Linked DNA regions of Mustela erminea: region 1 is linked to region 2. The links are chromatin contacts, called in public Hi-C maps. All regions are on one chromosome and are shown on one strand. The core of a region is the stretch at or near the end of the contact, and the rest is flanking DNA. Distances in the headings are between cores, read along the strand shown.

Evidence for each region. A called contact is a pair of places that touch in the nucleus more often than the background predicts.
Region 1: a contact with region 2 is called in a Hi-C map of spleen, with 3 times the contacts expected there. The contact joins the promoter of MRPS23 here to the promoter of SRSF1 in region 2. A contact is called at or near these places in 3 of 3 Hi-C or Micro-C datasets (fibroblasts, skeletal muscle and spleen).

What each region holds. Positions count from the first base shown.
Region 1 is chr18:29,842,490-29,849,135 of mMusErm1.Pri, forward strand. It overlaps MRPS23 (28S ribosomal protein S23, mitochondrial), which reads left to right and starts at 3,916. Exons shown (of 6, transcript XM_032320656.1): 1 at 3,916-4,469; 2 at 4,957-5,127. The coding sequence starts at 3,931.
Region 2 is chr18:29,701,398-29,707,668 of mMusErm1.Pri, forward strand. SRSF1 (serine/arginine-rich splicing factor 1) reads left to right here and starts at 2,893. Exons shown (of 4, transcript XM_032322591.1): 1 at 2,893-3,207; 2 at 3,615-3,799; 3 at 4,183-4,355; 4 at 4,555-4,857. The coding sequence starts at 3,014. The coding sequence ends at 4,749. LOC116578361 (a long non-coding RNA gene) reads right to left here and starts at 2,802. Exons shown (of 4, transcript XR_004280842.1): 1 at 1,981-2,802. VEZF1 (vascular endothelial zinc finger 1) reads left to right here and starts at 4,944. Exons shown (of 4, transcript XR_004280839.1): 1 at 4,944-6,271.

The DNA of each region.
Region 1 (6,646 bases), core at 2,666-5,165, 140 kb after region 2:
AGCGTGCTAGAGCAGGAGAGGGAGCACACAACAGCCTGGGGAGGGGGAGAGGGCACTCTAGCCTTCTCCTTGTCTTTCATCCTCCTGGTCCACATACTATTGTTTTCCTCCTTTTTGAAGGCAAGCAGCTAATTTCTCCCTGACCCTGGCTTTCTGCCAAAGGTGAGTAGCAGGGGAATCTGGGTGGCTCAGTAGTTGAGCGACTGCCTTCCGCTCAGGTCATGATCCTGGATCTAGTCCCTCATGGGGCTCCCTGCTCAGCAAGGAGTCTGCTTCTCCCCCGGATCCTCCCCCTTCTCATGCTCTCTTTCTCTCTAATAAATAAACTCTTTAAAAAAAAAAAAAGTTGAGTAGCAGTATTAATGATTTCATCAATATGCTGGGACTTTTACTTACCAAGGCTGTCCTGCTATTGGGGTGCTTTTTCTCTTTTTGTCTGACACACTCCCAGGCACTATATAAATAAGGGCACTCTTCATAGAGATGTGGGCAGAGTGTAGGGAAGCCACAAAGGATGGCCCAGGGCATTTGGCTAGTGACTGAGGGACACCATTTGCTGAATCTAGGTCTGAAGGGGCCAAGGAGGAAATAGGGACTGGAACCTGGGAAGAGAGCTCTGTGTGAAGAGGCCACCCTGTGAGAATTCCCCTGGACTGTTGGTGGGAATGCAAGCTGGTGCAACCACTCCGGAAAACAGTACGGAGGGTCCTTAAGAAGATGAAGATAGAGCTACCCTATGACCCAGCAATTGCACTACTGGGTATTTACCCTAAAGACACAAAAATGCTGATTCAAAGGGGCACATGCACCCCAATGTTTATAGCAGCACTACGGACAATAGCCAAATTATGGAAAGAACCCAAATGTCCATCGACTGGTGGTGAATAAAGAAGATGTGGTGGCACCTGCGTGGCTCAGTAGGTTAAGCATCTGTCTTCAGTTCAGGTCATGATCTCAGGGTCCTGGGATTGAGCCTCCTATGGGGCTCCCTTCTCAGCAGGGAGTCTGCTTCTCCTTCTCCCTCTGCCCCTCCCCCTGCTTGTGCTCTCTTTCTCTCTCTCTTTCAAATAAATAAATCTTTTTAAAAAGATGTGGTGTAAACACACACACAGGGAATATTACTCAGTCATCAGAAAGAATGAAATCTTGCCATTTGCAACAACACAGATGGAACTAGAGTGGGATGAGGTCCATAGAAGTCAGCCTCGTGAGGAACAGAGCAGGGTTAAGTCGGTGTGGATCTGGCTGGGCAGACGGGAGCTCTTCAGACTAAGTACTTAGCAATGTAAGGGGGCTGGACAGTGTCCCTCCAAAATTCCGACGTTGAAATCCCAACCCCCAGTATCTCAGAATGTGGCCGCGTTTGGAGATCATCTTTAAAGAGGTACTGAAGTTAAAATGAGGCCATTAGGTCTGGCCCAGATCCAATATGACCAGTGTCACAAGAAGAGGACACACGACAGAGGGAAGACCACGTGAGGATTCAGGGCAGCCGTCCGCAAGCCAAGGAGAGAGGCCTCAGCAGCAACCAACCTTGCCAAGTTGATCTCGGACTTCTGGCCTCCAGAACTGCGAGAAAATACCTTTCTGGTGTTGAGGCCACCCAGTCTGTGATCCCTTGTTACGGCTGCCCTAGCCGACTACTACAATATGAAAATCCTTCGGTCCTAGGGGGCAGTGGGCGGGTGACAGATCACAAGAGCAGCAGTGATGCTGTAACTGCCATCAGACTTGTCATGTACCAGCACTAAGTGCCTGTTGCTACCATTCGGGCTGTCCACAAACGGCGGCTTCTACTCCTGCTGCAAGGCACGTAGACAGTTAAGACTGTTTAGTGGGCACATCTACAGGGGTCCAGCAGCGCAGTAGAAGGAATACGGCCTTTTGGAGAGTTTACAAGTTCTCTTTCTTTCTGTGTAAGATTGCCAGGACACTACCTATGGCATCAGAGAGTTGAACAGTTTAACAAGATGATCCAGATTTCTGGTGCAGCATGTGGCATGAGTACAACAGCCCCTTGCAGCCTTGAGAGGTCCTGGTGAGAAGACAGAAGCCTCTAACGTCCAGTTTGCCTGCCCTCAGCTGCCTGACAGCTTCTTCCCTTTCATGAATGAACACTCCCTAGGGTGCTCACTTCCTGCTGCAGGCTGGGGATTCCCCATTCATCTTGCTCCTACATTCCCATGGTCCTCCTATCTACACACCATCATTCCCCTGTCTCAGGCACAGAGGCATTAAATAGGATGCTGGAGGGGAAACTTTCAAGGCTCACAAGAGGAAGGAACTTTCCTAAGAAGATCTAGAGGAAAAATTCCCACCTTGCAATTCCTCCCCTATTGAGGGTTTGCACTCTTGGCTCTCCTCCCTTATCGTAGAATAAACCCTTCTACTTCTTTACCAGTGGTCACTGCAATGGCCTAGGGAGCCAGGCCTGAGTGGGAGAGGGGAAGTGTGTCTGTGGTCTCCCCCAGCAGCTAGCTCCGACTTGGGACAGAATTAGAAACTTGTTATGAGGCTGGGAAGACTATATTTAGCTGGGAGCATGTTTGTTCTCCCTAGAGCAGAGTCCTCCAGACCTTCTTAGGACCGGGAGATTGGAATCTCTACACTTGGCCCAGCAGCCAGAACTGGGTTCTTTCTTCCCTTTGTCACAGGGCCCTGTGGCAACAGTGAAACTGCCCTCTTAGTGTAGTCCTGGGCCTCAGATCATCCTGGCCCTTGCCCCTGGGGCGAGCTTTGTCCGGTCTCCATAGGTCTACCCATCTCCAGCTTGAGGCATAGCTAAGGAGGGTTTGGGGTTCTAGAGAGGGCCCAGGCTTTGCTGGAAGCCTGGCTCTGTCACTCAAGTATCTGACAAGTTACTTCACCCACTGTGGCCTCACTTTCTCATCTATAATAAGGCTAATAATAGCTACCTTCTGAGTAGGTGTGTGGATTCCAAGATAACACAAACAAGCAGTAACTGCTTCTCAAACATTACATTCCTCCTCCTTACCAGCCTCCCATAGAGTGGGAGGGCTCTGGGATGACTTGCTGCTCTTTCTGGCTTACAAAGATGATAATGTGTTCCCAGAAGCTATTTTGTGTGTCTGTGATTCAAAACATTTCATTGGATTAAAAAGCTCAAATATGAGTAAAAACTCTTTACAGGTCACTCTGAGGGATACATAAAGAAAAAAATATTCTTTTCTTGCAGTCTCACTGGAGATAACCAATCTTCACAGTCTTGTGTGCCTTCCACATGGCTTCTATCTCCATACAAACACAAACACATATAAAGGTGTTTTCTTTATTCTTTGAACAGGTTAGGATCCCACTAAAATGTTTCTCTGCAACGTCCTTTTTCATTTTAGAAGTCATGGGCGTGCATCTAGGGAAATGCAGAGGGACATAACTTGTTCATTGTAATAGCTGCATAGGATTGCATAGGATATATAAACCATAACTTTCCATTTGATTTTCTTCCCCGCTACAATACTGCAATGATCATTCTTGCACCATTACCCTCAGGACATTGCGCTTTGAGTTCTCTGGGGTACTCTACCCTTAGTATGATTATTGGACCAGAAGGTCACCCTGAGAGGTTACTGTCCCCAGATTTTTGAGTCTCCGTATCGGAATTTTGTCCTGTTCACTTTCGCTTTTCCAGCTCCAAAAGGAGCGAGCCCGCGACGCCTCCCGCGGAGAAAACACTAGTTGCCCCGCAGCATCCCGAGGTCAGCGGATGCTGGAGGCACTCCGGGGTCAACGGACTCCCGGGGCACGCCGCATAGCAGGGCGCGGAGGACGGAGGCTCGGGCCTTAGTGTGACCTTGGGCCGGTGCCTGCCCGTCCCCGGCCTCGGTTTCCTCCTGCGGAGTCTGTGGCTCCAAACAAGGTAAGGCGCAGTCCGGGCCTTGCCACCGTGTGACCTCTCATCTCTGTCTTTACATGCGTGCTGGCCTAGCTGGCTCCCCGAACGTAAGCTGCGCCTCACTCCTTCCTCCCCATCATCTTCCCTCCGCGCCGCCCCACCTTCTTGACTGGAGTAGGCTCCGCAAGGCCAGAGAGGGCAAAGCAACCGTCTGCGGGATTCCCTCCTCTAGATCGGTCTTTTATTGCTTCTGCCCGGCTCTGGCCCGCTCCCTCCCTTTCGGCTCGGCTATCGAGTGCTCCAGTCTGAACCTGGCCGCGGCCAACACCCGCACCAGTTCGGCCTATCCTTTGCTTCTGCCTGGCTCGGCTCTCCGGCTGCGGCGGCGGAGAGAGCGCCGCGATCCTCGTCTCGGCCAGCAGCCTCCGCCCATTTCGCCTGCCGCGGGCGCTTCCGCTTCCGGTAGCCCCGGCCGTAAGTGTCCGAGGCACCAGCCATGGCGAGGAGCCGGCTGGAGACCGTGGGGAGTGTTTTCTCGCGGTGCGTGCTCGGACCCGGTGTGGGCTGAGGGTACCTCCTCAGGAAGGGGGCTCTCGACCGCTGACGCTCTTTCTGGGTGGGTCAGAGCCGGGCGAAGCATTCTCCAGAGTGCGGGAGTCTGAGCCGGGGGAGGCCCTCTCGTGCTCCCTCCTGTCTCTGAATAGGTGTGCTTGACGACCCACTCTCTGAACGCATCTTTCCCTTTCAAGATTGCACCTCTCCCCTGTCGGAGCGGAGTTCCCTAGGAAGAGGAAGGGAGGAAGATGATGATGGGCCCGTGTGGGCCACCTTTGTATTTTCTTCGACGCGGCGTGGATGGGGCGGGGGGGGGGGACGCACCTGAGAAAAATAGAACTTAAAACTTAACTCCTGAGCTTTGTTAGTTTGGTTTGGAATATGGAAATATGTTAACTGTAGGGGGGCGGGAACACCCCGCTCTGGCCTCCTTCCGGTTCTGTCTTGTGGACTCCGTGATCCCACTGATGTCCCAGGCCGTGACTAGACTGACTCAGGGGTTTAGACTGTTGTAACTGACTGACCTTCGTTATTTTCCCTTCCTTAAGGACTCGGGACCTGATTCGGGCTGGGGTGTTGAACGAGAAGCCCCTGTGGTTTGACGTATATAATGCTTTTCCCCCACTGAGAGAGCCGGTCTTCCGGAGGCCCCGCTTGCGATATGGCAAAGCCAAAGCTGCCATCCAGGACATCTTGTACCCCGAGGATCGGATTAGAGCGTGAGTGCCAAGCCACATGGTGGACAGGAGGCAGCAAAACTTCAGGAGGAGAGATTTAGCTAGCAGTCTGGTGACTTTTTTTTTAGGAGTCGAGCCAGGGCTTGCCCTGTGAAGAAGGTCTTGTGTATCTCCCAAGTTAGGGAATCTGAAACAAGTTCTGGGAAATAGGATCTGGAGCCCAAATGGTGGACTGGTAATTGCAGTTATAGCTACCCGTTTCTGTGTATCTGTTAGCACTATGCCAAGCCCTTAAAAAACATTCTCTAACTTGGGCCTTACTCTAACCCTACAAGATCAGTGTATTGTCTTCATTTTATTCATAAAGACTATGAGGCTCAAGGAGGTCAACTCACTGGGAATTCAGTGGCAGAGCTCTTTCCCACAAATAGTGATGTCAGTTTTTAGTACCTAGAATTTGTATGATTCTTTTTTTTTTTTTTTTAAGATTTTATTTATTTGACAGAGATCACAGGCAGAGAGGCAGGCAGAGAGAGGGGAGGAAGCAGGCTCCCCGCTGAGCAGAGAGCCCAATGCGGGGCTCAATCCCAGGACCCTGGGATCATGACCTGAGTCGAAGGCAGAGGCTTTAACCCACTGAGCCACCCAGGCACCCCGTGATTCTTTTTTCTTAAATATTAAGATCAGAGGTGGTACCTTGTTCAGGGTAATAACATATTTCTTTCTTTTCTTTTTTTTTTTTTTTAAATTTTAGAGAGAGTGGATGTGCTTACACACAAGAGCAGAGCAGAGGGAAAGGGCAGAGGGAGAAGCAGACTCTGTGCTAAGCTTGGAGCCCCAGGCGAATCTCGATCTCGCAACCCTGAGCCTGACCTGAGCCAAATCCAGGAGTCATATGCTCAGCCGACTGTGCCACCCAGGTGCCCCTGTCCTTTTATTCTTTTCTCTATTTCTGGATGTAAGAAAACAATTTATGAGGTCATTATATTCTCATTTGAGGACTAGACCCCTTTCATATCAGGAATCTCCTCCCCTGGCCCTCAACACTCGTTGAGGTGGGGGAACAAGTATGTTCTTGCTCTACTTGGAATTTTTCAGGGTAGTTCCTGAAGTATGAGATCTTTGGGGGCATTAATTTCTTTGTCAGTGTTTTTCGGGGTAGGCTCATTGCACGTACTTGTTCAGGATTTATGTGTTAAAATCATTTGTGGGTGTGCCTAGGAGTCTTATTCAGGTCAGCATTTGACTCTTGATTTTGGCTCAGGTCATGATCTCAGGGTCCTGGGATTGAACACTCCATAAGGCTTTACCATAGGGAGTCTGCTTGGGATTCTCTCTCTCTCCCTCTCCCCCTTTTCCTGCTCATGCCTTCTGTCCCTCTCTAAAAATAAAAATAAAAATAAAATCATTTGTGTTTCTGCTGTATGGTTAGCAGGAGCTAGGTGATAGTTCATTGGAGATGTGGAATATTTGACTGGTCCCTTTTTTATTACTGTTAATGTCAAAATAATAATACCTTGCATTGAATTAATTTTTTGAACCTTTATTTTTGTGGCTTCCT
Region 2 (6,271 bases), core at 1,643-4,142:
GAGCCTGCTTCCCTCCTCTCTCTGCCTGCCTCTCTGCCTACTTGTGATTTCTGTCAAATAAATAAATTCTTAAAAAAAAAAACAAAAAAGTGTGCTCACTGAATAACTATTGAATGAAAAAATCAATATATGATATACACAAAATTTTTTTTAAAAACTCCTATCTTTTCTGCTACTAACTGAATAGGACAATGCTAGAAACTGAATCAATTTGTTGAAATAGTGTCTTTTTTGGTCAGCTTCTCATTTTAAAAATTATTAATTTTTTAAATTAAAACCTCAGTTTCAAAAATATCATTGAAGGATAATCAATGAAGGGTGGTCTAAAAGATAAACAATCTGTCCTTCCCTCTAAAAGTTTCAGAGGTTCTCTTCCCTTTGGGAATCTACTGACCCCTTTAAGAATCTGATTAAAATTTCAGATCCTCGGGATGCCTGAGTGGCTCAGTGGGTTAAAGCCTCTGCCTTCAGCTCAGGTCATGATCCCAGGATCCTGGGATCAAGCCCCGCATCAGCTCTCTTCTCAGCAGGGAGTCTGCTCCCCACCCACCCCCACCCCCACCCGCCTGCCTCTCTGCCTACTTGTGATTGCTCTCTGTCAAATAAATAAAATCTTAAAAAAAAAAAACAACAATTTAAATCCTCTTTGCAGAAAACGTATATGTACGGGGAACCTGGGTGGCTCACTGGGTTAAAGCCTCTGCCTTCGGCTCAGGTCATGATCCCAGTGTCCTGGGATCAGGCCCCGCATCCGGCTCTCTGTTCAGCAGGGAGTCTGCTTCCTCCTCTCTCTCTCTGCCTGCCTCTCTGCCTAATTGTGATCTGTCAAATAAATAAATAAAATCTTAAAAAAAAAGAAAAAAGAAAGAACGAAAACGTACATGTACATATATGCATAATTTTGGAACCCATCACAGAGAGTTCAAGGACTACCAAAGATCTTCTATGAATCTGTTCTGAATCAAATTGAATTTGCTATTATGGGATCAATCAGAGACATCTGTAAAATGCAATCAACTTTTAGAACTAAGAAAACATGGCTTCCTAAACAACCTACTTATTTTTTAATCTCAAAGGCACTTAAAATTTTTAAATTTTATTTATTTGAGAGGATAAAGAATGGGGGGGGGGGGATGCAGAGGAAGAAGCAGACTCCCTGCTAACCAGGGAACCAGACATAGGGCTCAATCCCAGGACCCTGAGATCATGACTCAGGCGTAAGGCAGACACTCAACCAACTGAGCCACCCAGGCGCCCCAGCACTTAGGATTTTGAATATATTTGTTTTCCCTTCTTTACTATGACTTCTGGGATGACTGGAGTTAAATTTGTAGTCCTTTAGTAACTGGCCAGGCAATTACTGCAGGCATTTTGTATAGTAATCTTACCCATGACTTCATCTTAATTCCTCTCCCCTTATTTTCCCATTTCCCCTGAGTTTTTAGTCCAGTTATACTTTTTTTTTTTTTTTAATTTGACAGAGAAAGAGATCACAAGTAGGCAGAGAGAGAGAAAGAAAGAGGAGGAAGCAGGCTGCCCACTGAACAGAGAGCCCGATGTGGGGCTTGATCCCAGGACCCTGAGATTATGACCTGAGCCAAAGGCAGAGGCTTAACTCACTGAGCCACCCAGGCACCCCCTTAGTCCAGTTTTAATAATGTTTTAAGGTATCAATGACTCACACCCTTGAGGCCTATTGCAAATACACAGTATGAAAAAAATCCCCCTTAAACTCAGGATGCAGATGTTTTAGCATACATATGGCGGCAGGGTTTTCTTAAAAATGGAATTCATTACTAATATTTAAAAATCCCAACATTTCACATAAAAATCCAGATTTCAGATGTCTCTGGGAAAAAAATATAACAAGTTCTTATCTCCCTGGGCCAGCATACAAGTCCTGAGCAGTAACTGTGGTCTCCGAGGGTCACAATTCTCACACATCCATTTTGCTCTATATACATTTTGTCTATATACTACCTGAGAGGTCCAGGGGTGACTTCAGAAAGAGGTACAAACTTCAGGATTCTGCAAACACACACACACGCTTTTTCTTAATCTCCGAAAGGGCTGGACAGGCAACAGGCACAATTCACTCTTCAAACCTTCACCGGACTTCTCCTCTGCGCTAGGCCTAACCGGTAGGCGATTAAAGAGAGGCTGAAATCTGAGTCCTGGTTGACTTCTCAGGGCTCGAACCACTGCCACGAGAACAAGGTGTGCTCAAGCGAGCTACACAAAGTTACGTTTTGAACCACAGCGGAACGGTACTTAGCGCAGAGTATTTACTAAGTAATCTAAGCTGGGTTGCTCTAAATTAGACACGTGTCTAAGCAAACCGCCGCCTGTGCGGAGGAGAAAGGGCAGGAAGACAAAAGTCACGTCTCGGCTCGGGACTGAATCCCAAGCACCAGAGTTCCCAAACCAGCCCCACTCTCCGAGGATGTTCGCGTTTCCGGAGCAACCGCCAGGTCCCTCCCCCCCTTAGCTCCGCCCCCAGCAGGCTTTCCCGCCAAAGGCCGTTAACACCGCAGAGCATTGTGGGACAAGACTCAAGGCTAGGTTTCACCCAATGCATTCAAGGCGCGGACTTGTTTTAAAAAGAGACTCATTCCCGGAAAAACTATCTTTTAAGGCTCGTCAGGGATTAGTAACCCCTCTAAGGAGGAATCTGTGTTTAATTTTTACCAAACGGATAGTCGATTCACTTGCAAACCACTCTGCCAATCGGGAACGCGAGGAACTTTTTTCTCCTTTCGCGCGGAGGGTGACGTCGCGCATGCGTGAGCGTACCTTTCGCGGCACCCGTTACGCTCTTGCGCGTGCGTACTGAGATCGAATAGCTGCTTCCTACCGCTTCTCTTCCTCCCTCCCCCCATATCCGTGCGCCGAGCTGATAAAGGCGCCATTTTGGAGGGGCCGCGGGAGACGTGGTGTCGCTGCGGGCTTGCTCTGCCGTGCGCTAGGCTTGGTGGGAAGGCCTGTGCTCGAGTCCGCGCTTTTCGTCGCCGCCATGTCGGGAGGTGGTGTGATTCGTGGCCCGGCAGGGAACAACGATTGCCGCATCTACGTGGGTAACTTACCTCCAGACATCCGAACCAAGGACATTGAGGACGTGTTCTACAAATACGGTGCTATCCGCGACATCGATCTCAAGAATCGCCGCGGAGGACCGCCCTTCGCCTTCGTTGAGTTCGAGGACCCTCGGTGAGGCGGCCCGGGGCTTGCCGCCTTGAGGCAATAAGTTGGAGTAGTCGGGGAAGGCCTCGATACAGAGAATGGGGAGGTGGGCTCTTAGGTTGGGGGTAAGACGATATCGCCCATGCAGGAACCGAGTAAGGAGCCGACTCGCGGTGTTTTTTCTGGTGGCTGGGCCCACGGACGTCCCCAGAGCGGACTCTCCGTCTCGGAGCGGGAAACTGAGGCGCCGAGGGCTGGTGTAGTGGTCGGGAGCCTGGCGTGCTTCTGGGTGGGGGAGGGGCCATTCCTATTATGCAGCGCATGTGGGCTCTTCCACGCTGGGTGCGCATGTGCGGGGGCCGCTAGTTCCTGACTGAGTTAGCGGCCCCTCCCGGGCCTTATTCTTAAACCTCTTGCTTTCTATGATCACGCAGAGACGCGGAAGACGCGGTGTATGGTCGCGACGGCTATGATTACGATGGATACCGTCTGCGGGTGGAGTTTCCTCGAAGCGGCCGTGGTACAGGCCGAGGCGGCGGCGGGGGTGGAGGTGGCGGGGCTCCCCGAGGCCGCTATGGCCCCCCGTCCAGGCGTTCTGAAAACAGAGTGGTTGTCTCCGGTGAGTTTATTGTTCGTGAGGGGTGTTGAGAAGGGACAGGAACCACTTTTAAGTTTCTCCTTGAGTGACCAGTTTTGACCAATTCAAGTTTTTGTGGTACGTCGTAAATTACTTAAGTTTCTTGGGTGAATTTAGTAAACGAAGATTACCGTAGTGGAGATAACGCCAATATACTACTTATTTAATTTACCATTAGGTTGGATACCTAGAATATGAAGATTTTTGACAGATAATTTTGGACTTCGGATTCCAGGATTTTAATGAACTGCTCTTTACCTAGGACCGTGAACTAATCATTTATTTTAAAGTAGTCCTTGTTCTAGTGTAAATTTATGTTTAATGTGAAATGTAGGGTGATTGGTATTGAAAAAATACTTTTTTAGGACTGCCTCCAAGTGGAAGCTGGCAGGATTTAAAGGATCACATGCGTGAAGCAGGTGATGTATGTTATGCTGATGTTTACCGAGATGGCACTGGTGTCGTGGAGTTTGTACGGAAAGAAGATATGACCTATGCAGTTCGAAAACTGGATAACACTAAGTTTAGATCTCATGAGGTAGGTTTTACATTTACTCTTTTCTTTGGCCAGAATTGGATACAGTGGTCTAAACAGTGGAATTTGAAGGTAAGATTCAGGCAAGGGTGTCCAAGTAAAGTACCAGATTCCTGGTTTTAGTTAAGTTGTATTCGTTCAGCATGCCTGAAGACAGGTGAAAGCTTAGATCTTTCAATCGAAAGTTCTGTCTATTCAATAGGGAGAAACTGCCTACATCCGGGTTAAAGTTGATGGGCCCAGAAGTCCAAGTTATGGAAGATCACGCTCTCGAAGCCGTAGTCGTAGCAGAAGCCGTAGCAGAAGCAACAGCAGGAGTCGCAGTTACTCCCCAAGGAGAAGCAGAGGATCACCACGCTATTCTCCCCGTCATAGCAGATCTCGCTCTCGTACATAAGATGATTGGTGACACTTTTTGTAGAACCCATGTTGTATACAGTTTTCCTTTACTCAGTACAATCTTTTCATTTTTTAATTCAAACTGTTTTGTTCAGAATGGGCTAAAGTGTTGAATTGCATTCTTGTGTAATATCCCCTTGCTCCTAACATCTACATTCCCCTCATGTCTGATAAATTGTATTTTAAGTGATGTCATAGACAGGATTGTTTAAATTTAGTTAACTCTCCATGCTCTTCAGACTGTGATACTGTGTAAATGTCTATTCTGCTCTGGTTTGTGTGAACTGGGATGTTGGGGGTGTTTGTGGTTATCTTACCTGGGGAAGTTCTTATGTTTATCTTGCTTTTCATGTGTCTTTCTGTAGACATATCTGAAGAGATGGATTAAGAATGCTTTGGATTAAGGATTGTGGAGCACATTTCAATCATTTTAGGATTGTCAAAAGGAGGATTGAGGAGGATCAGATCAATAATGGAGGCAATGGTATGACTCCAAGTGCTATTGTCACAGATGAAATTGGCAGTATTGACCTTATACTAAAAGGCAAGGGTTGAAAGTGATTATATATATATATACATCTACCTTAAAACATTTGCAAACATCTTATGCAGTTACCTTTAGCTACAATTGCTTTGCTCTTTAAACCTTGGCAATTGTGGCAAAATTATATTGCCCATTTTGTAACAGTTTATTTTGCTCCCTTCCCCCCTTTTTTGTTTTAATAGGGACTAATGTGGGAAGAACTGGCTAATTTGTCACAGTGCTTAGTTACAACTGTTAATGTGTGACCTGCTGTTGGTGTACATGTGGGTACAGGGTGTCTTTAATTCCAACCAGATAGAGTATAATATCAATACTGCTAAATCTGCATGTCCTCTGTGTGACTGATATAGCGTTGCTATTTCATTTTTTTAAGACAAAATGAAAGCAAAATAGAATTCCAATGTATTGGTGTAGATAATCTAGTTGGGAATACTTTTAAGTCTCACCTTCCCCTTTTAAACTAATATTCATAATTGACTCATGTTTAAAACACTTTAATTTACAAATTAAATTGCAGATGGGAGCATTAGGTTTAGTTTAGACTTAGGGTGGGTAGCAATACCAGTAAACTTTTCAACTACATAACTTTTTGCAACCACAAAACCTGTAATACGCTGTACAGTAACAAGTGTTGGCATTATCAGTTGAACTGTAAATATAAAATGCTTCTTCCAATTAGTCTCTATGATGATTAAGTTTCTAAAATTTATCTGAACACCATTCAGAAACTTGTTTTGGGGAATTTGATAGTTATTGATGTACATCTGTTAAACTGATGACAGACATAACTCATCATTCCCCAGAAACCTTTTTTGATTACAGTATCTAACATTTTGCCTCCTCTTTTTTGGTTTTGCTGGTTATAAAGGTTTGGATTGGAGAGGGCTCACTGGATCCCAATCCTTGGAGCTGGATCATTGGATTCAAATCATAATGTGGATAGGATAGGGAGGATGAATTACAAGGATTCATGGAG